Linked DNA regions of Macaca mulatta: region 1 is linked to region 2. Evidence: chromatin contacts called from public Hi-C data. All regions are on one chromosome and are shown on one strand. The core of a region is the stretch at or near the end of the contact, and the rest is flanking DNA. Distances in the headings are between cores, read along the strand shown.

The links. A called contact is a pair of places that touch in the nucleus more often than the background predicts.
Region 1: a contact with region 2 is called in a Hi-C map of fetal cortex germinal zone, with 2.8 times the contacts expected there. The contact joins the promoter of ATP6V1D here to the promoter of LOC144330299 in region 2. A contact is called at or near these places in 2 of 14 Hi-C or Micro-C datasets (fetal cortex germinal zone and fetal cortical plate).

What each region holds. Positions count from the first base shown.
Region 1 is chr7:140,524,569-140,527,268 of T2T-MMU8v2.0, forward strand. It overlaps ATP6V1D (ATPase H+ transporting V1 subunit D), which reads right to left and starts at 1,333. Exons shown (of 9, transcript NM_001195715.1): 1 at 1,136-1,333. The coding sequence starts at 1,176. EIF2S1 (eukaryotic translation initiation factor 2 subunit alpha) reads left to right here and starts at 1,841. Exons shown (of 8, transcript NM_001257466.1): 1 at 1,841-1,935.
Region 2 is chr7:139,614,107-139,616,806 of T2T-MMU8v2.0, forward strand. LOC144330299 reads right to left here and starts at 1,438. Exons shown (of 5, transcript XR_013396345.1): 1 at 1,207-1,438. GPHN (gephyrin) reads left to right here and starts at 408. Exons shown (of 22, transcript NM_001257815.1): 1 at 408-562. The coding sequence starts at 499.

The sequences.
Region 1 (2,700 bases), core at 83-2,582, 910 kb after region 2:
GCTTCCTCACTGTAAAGAAAAAGGGAAAGCCAGGCGCGGTGGCTCCCACCTATAATCCCAGCCGCCAGGGAGGCTGAGGCGGGAGGATCGCTTGAGCCCAGGAGTTTGAGGCTGCAGTGAGCTATGATCACACCACTGCACTTCAGCCTGGGAGACAGAGCGAGACCCTGTCTCTTATTAAAACAAACAACAAACTAAATAAATAAAAATAAACAGGATGAGGAGGAGAAAGGGAGCGAGTTGTTGGGCACATTTGAGAAAACGTCAAAATTTTCTTTACAAACTAGCCAAAAACCTACAGTGATATGCCACTTTCCTGACAAAGAATTCAGGCCCCAAAAGAAAGGTAGCCCACAACTGAGCGTATTCCCAAGCATGAGTTCTTTCAAGAAATATTTTTTTGTGGACCTTCTATGGATTGTTAAGACATTCTTTCCTCCTGGAGAGAGCCCACAGTCTAGTGGGAGAGAAAGACACATAAACAAATATCTACTTTACAATGTGATGACTGGTATTAACACAGGTCTTAACAAGGTGCAGCGGTGAGAGAGCAAAAGCTGTGCCTCAGAAACACAGGGATATCCTCTCACAGCCGGTGACATTTGGTGGGATCTTGGAAAATGAGTAAGGGGATCCAAGATCGAATCCGAGGACTATGCTAAGGCGATTCGATTCCATCCCCACTTTGGCTTAGGGACCTCTTCTATATCCTCAGTAAACGTCCCTTCTCAGAGCATTTATTAAAACCTCCTTGGCCTTTCCAGACGAATGTCTGGCTACATAAACTGTGAGCTCTGTGAGGGCAGAGGTGGCGACGGTTCAGTTATATAAATCCAGTGCCCGGCTCAGTAAGGGTATGTGGAATGGATGAATCCATTAATGAATAAAGACAGCGGGCCTCCACAAAAGCCCGCCGGCCGGGCGCCTTTTCCTACCCGCTGGGATCGCTTCATCCAGCCTGATTCACTCAGGAGGAATGTGCGAAGAGGCCGTCACGAAGCTTCGCCCTAGACTCAAGAAAAGAGCCTGGGAAAAGCTCAAGAAACAAGGACCCTCACTGTGGCCCAGGGTCTGAAGGGATCGCGCTCTGGGTTCCTAACCCTGTGAAAGCGGCTCATCCCATTCCTTTACTTACATTCTCGAGGGAAAGATTTCAATTCGGTCTTTGCCCGACATTCTGACGATAACTGTTCGGCTCGGGTCCCCGGCCGGGCAACCGAGGCTACAACAGCTCCAGAACTGGCCTCCACAGTGACTTCCTCTACAGGAGTCAGCTGGTTGTGTCACTTGACCCCCTCTCGTTGCTAAGAAGCAGCAGGGACACCCATTTTCACTTCCGCTTCCGGTTGTCAAGAGGAGGAAGGGGGAGGACAGAACAGAGGCGTTGCCCGGATGTCTAGGCGCGCGCACCGCGGAACCATCCCTCAATTCCGGTTCGCCTCCCAACCCCTCCCCATCCAGCTTCCCTGAGGCTGCGCAATACGCGGCACGTGCCAGGCCAAAGACTAGGAGCGAAGCGTGCACGCCTTGTTTCTCTCCACCTGTCGTCTCTGGTCACAGCGCCATCTCATGGTTAGCTGAAACTGTGAACGAGGATACATTCTTCAGGGGCAAGGAATCAGAGTCCTATGTCTTTCTCGCGCCTTGAATGTTACTTAGCTAAAGCTAAGATAGCGAGAAACCGTACTTTTCGGGTCCTTCCATGATCTACATTCGTCCTTGTTCTCGGAGGACCCAGACTCTATGGTTAATGATGAAGAGGGGTCTCTATTCGTTCAACGCTTGCGCAATACGAGGAGGTTCCGCATGCGCAGTCGGGTGACCGAAGCGCACGCTGAGGAGGATCGGCGGCCGGTGAGGGAGAAGCAAGTCTGGTCTCTCTGATTAAAGAAGGCGGCTGTGGTCTCCACTGCGGGAATCACACACATACCTCAGGTGACTAATCCCAAGCTCGGTTTCTCCAAGAACTCACTTTGGTTTGTGTCCAGTGACATGGGTGTTCGAGAGCGGGTAGGCCCCGGGCTAACACCTCCCTTTCCCGTCCCTGCGCGGGAAGTGGCTGGACAGCACCGCCGCCACCCGCGCTGTCGTGGGCCTCGTCGCCGGCTCCGTGTAGGTCATCCTGTGTTCCAGAGGCGTCGTTGTTCCAGCAGAGGAATCTCGTAAAGGAAAGTGGGCCGAGTGGATTGTACAGCCTCTACAATATGCCGAAAGTGAGAATGCCTTGACGATGGGGCGGCCTCGGGAGAACGTCGTGACACCCTAACTCTTACCCCCAGCTCAGGACGCTGAGCAGTTTGCTTTTTCCAGGTCTGAGAATTCCATCTTTTCTTCCGCCCCAACAGTTCTACCGAAATTTCCCCCTGCTTCTCAGTGGAAACCAAACTGGACTCTTACCTGAGAAACGTGTGGGACGGGCACCGTGTTGGAAAGAGCGGGGTCCGAGTAGTTTTTCATCTGATAATTGAATGAGTCACCCTTTGAATCAAAACTAAATGAGACTTGAGTTTATTACTGTTACTATCAGTTTGTTTTATGTTGGCGACAATGAGAATAGAACTGTGTTAAGCATATGTTAGGTTAACTATGCTAAGCATAACAGAAAACCTAAGATAAGGAAATATTTTCGGGTTAAATACACAGTCATCCCTGGGTCTCTTTATCCACAAAATTTAGGCTTTTAAAATTTTTATTAAGCAA
Region 2 (2,700 bases), core at 188-2,687:
CAGTACTCAGCACCCGAGCTCTCACTCCTCCCCTCACTCTCCACGAGTTCCACGCCTCAGGGTGTAGCTCCGCCCCTGTCCCCGAGTCCGCCCCCGCAACCTCCAGAGCGTGTGCTCTCCTTTCCTCTCAGTCCTGCCATCTAGCTGCCTTGGGTCTCGCGCTCCGCAGAGCGGCCCGAGCCTCTCCAGCCTCGTTCCGCCGCCTCCGCGCGCTCTCCCCGTGCGGCCACCGACCCCTCCAGCTCGCCTCCTTCCTGCCGGGCTTGGGGTCGCGCGCCCTGACTCCGCCCCCTCCCGCGGACCCGTGCACTCCCGGCGCGGCCTCTCCCCCACGCAGGCCACCGAGCACTCTACGGCCTCCCACTCCTTCCCCGCTCTCCTCGCGCTTCCCTGGCTCCCTAGCTCTCGCGCTCTCCGCGGCGAGCGCGCTCCCGGCCCGCGCGCTCCGGGCTCCAATTTCTCCCGGCTCCTGTCAGTGCGGTGACTGCGCTGGGAAACATGGCGACCGAGGGAATGATCCTTACTAACCACGACCATCAAATCCGTGTCGGAGTCCTTACAGGTAACCGGGGGAGGAGGTGCGGGACCTATGAGGCTGCAGTCCCTGACTTGCCTTAGGCTTTTCGCCTGTGGTGGCCCTTCTCTGCGGCCTCGGGAGGAGGGAAGGCTGAAGAAGGGAACCGCGGGGGTGCATTTTACAACCGCTGAGAACCGCCAGAGATTGGGGGTGTTCCCGCGGGTCCCTTTCCCCAGCCCGCCGGAGCCGTGGTCGACCCCGTGGGATGTCAGGCCCCAGCGCCTTCGGAAACAAAGTCCTGGGCCCCCGGGGACCGAGGGGCCGGTGCGGAGGGCGCTGCGGGATCCTTGCTGTCGGTGCAGGCGGCGGGATCCCGGCTCCGCAGTCTGAAGCATGCCGCTCTCGGCTGGCCCGGACGCATCCTCCGTTAGTGCTCTTCTGAGAGAGGGGGGAATCCCATCTCCACCCCCTTCCTCCCTTTCCCTTCCCCCAACCCGGGCGGCCCCACGCCAGTAGCTGTGCTTGCCCGGACGCGACTCAGGTGTTAATCAGATGAAACTGCTTCTCCTCGGGTTGTCCCTCGCGGGCCGGGCATCCCCTCAGCCACCCATGGGGCACCCTTCGCCTCCTTCGGGGGATGGGGGATCGGCTTGATCCGGACCTCAGAAAGTGTCTGCCTTCTGCCTTACCGAGCAAAGGGCCCTCTGCCTCGTCGTTTCCTTAGCGAGGACGGGCTGCAGCTTGCGGCCGGGGGATCCAGCTCTTTTTACTTGAGAGGGCAGGATTCCCCTACTCGGGCTCCTCTCCCCCTCCTTTCTGGGAACCCCCACCCCGGTGGAGCGTCCCGAGGCTGGTGAGGAGCGCACTTTTCCCGGGTCGCGTTTCCCTCCCTCGCGAAAGCCGTGTGTGCTCTGCATGTCTGATTCCGTTGCGCTGAATGTGGTTAATATCCGTCACTTCGGCGATCGGCAGTTGCTGCAGGGCATGACTTCCAAGATGAACGCCAAGCCGATTTGTAGGGGTTTCTGCTGTGGTTCTGTAGTTGGCAAGGTTTATGTGTAATTGAGTGGCGAGGCGGGGGTTAAAGAACTATATTTGGAATCTGAGGGCTTAGTTTGGAGTGAAGGAAGCTCAAGACTCAGTGATGTGATTTCGGAAAAAGAAGCAATGTGTACGGGAATCCTAGTGTTTCCCTTACTTCTTTTAAAAAAATTTTTTTTAACTGCCAAATTCTGACAGGTCGAGACGGTGCTCGAGAAGGGACTAAATTGAATAAGACTTGCTTTTATTATTAGGTAGAAAAAAAAGGTCTGAGGCTGCCGGCAGATACTGAGTGCAAAGCTTAATTTAGTTGCTGAATTTTATGAAAAGGTGATATCCAAAGCCTCCTTTTCTCTCTTTTAAGTAAAGGATTGCCTTTCCCTGGTATTGTTTCCGTATATCGATGGTGATTAATTGAATTTTCCTAATCAAAAGATCCTTTGGTAGTGAAACTAGTCTAAACCAATTGCAGAAAAGGGAACCCCCAAATCAGAAAGGTACGCGGTTCTCTTCTTTTGATCCTGAAACTGTTTGGTTATGTGAAGATTCAGTTGTATTTCAGAATTCCTGGAACTGACATTGCCAATTTTCGAATAATCTGATGATGGGATGTGAAAGTGTATATCCTTTATCTACCCTCAACTTGCACTTTAAATTCTAGCCATTCTTTAACAATTAATAGAGTAGTGAGAAACCAAAATATGTCAGTTGTCTGTGGAAATAAAAAAGGCCGTAGATGTTTAAAAGTTAAACTGTAGAACTATTTTTAAAATGAACATTTCTGCTTAAGCTTTCCATTAAATAATAGTTTCATTTAACGAATCATCTTAGCTTTGTGAAGTGACATAGCAGGTAGGTGTTGTACAGACTGCTTTGAAAGATGCAGACCTTATCTCGTGTCCCTACAGTCTGATATGGATAACATTGATAGGCAAACAACTCAAGAAACATTGCATGTAATTATTGTGCAAAACTTTTCTAAATACATTTTCTATGAGTTTGGGGTTAACTGCAAAAGAAATTCCATATTCAGATGGATTAGGAGCAAATATGACTACCTGAAGGGAGAATTTAATACATTTGCTAGAGTCAAGAAGAAACTGGCAATTTTAAGGGGAGTTGAAAGTCAGCTGCCACTTTAT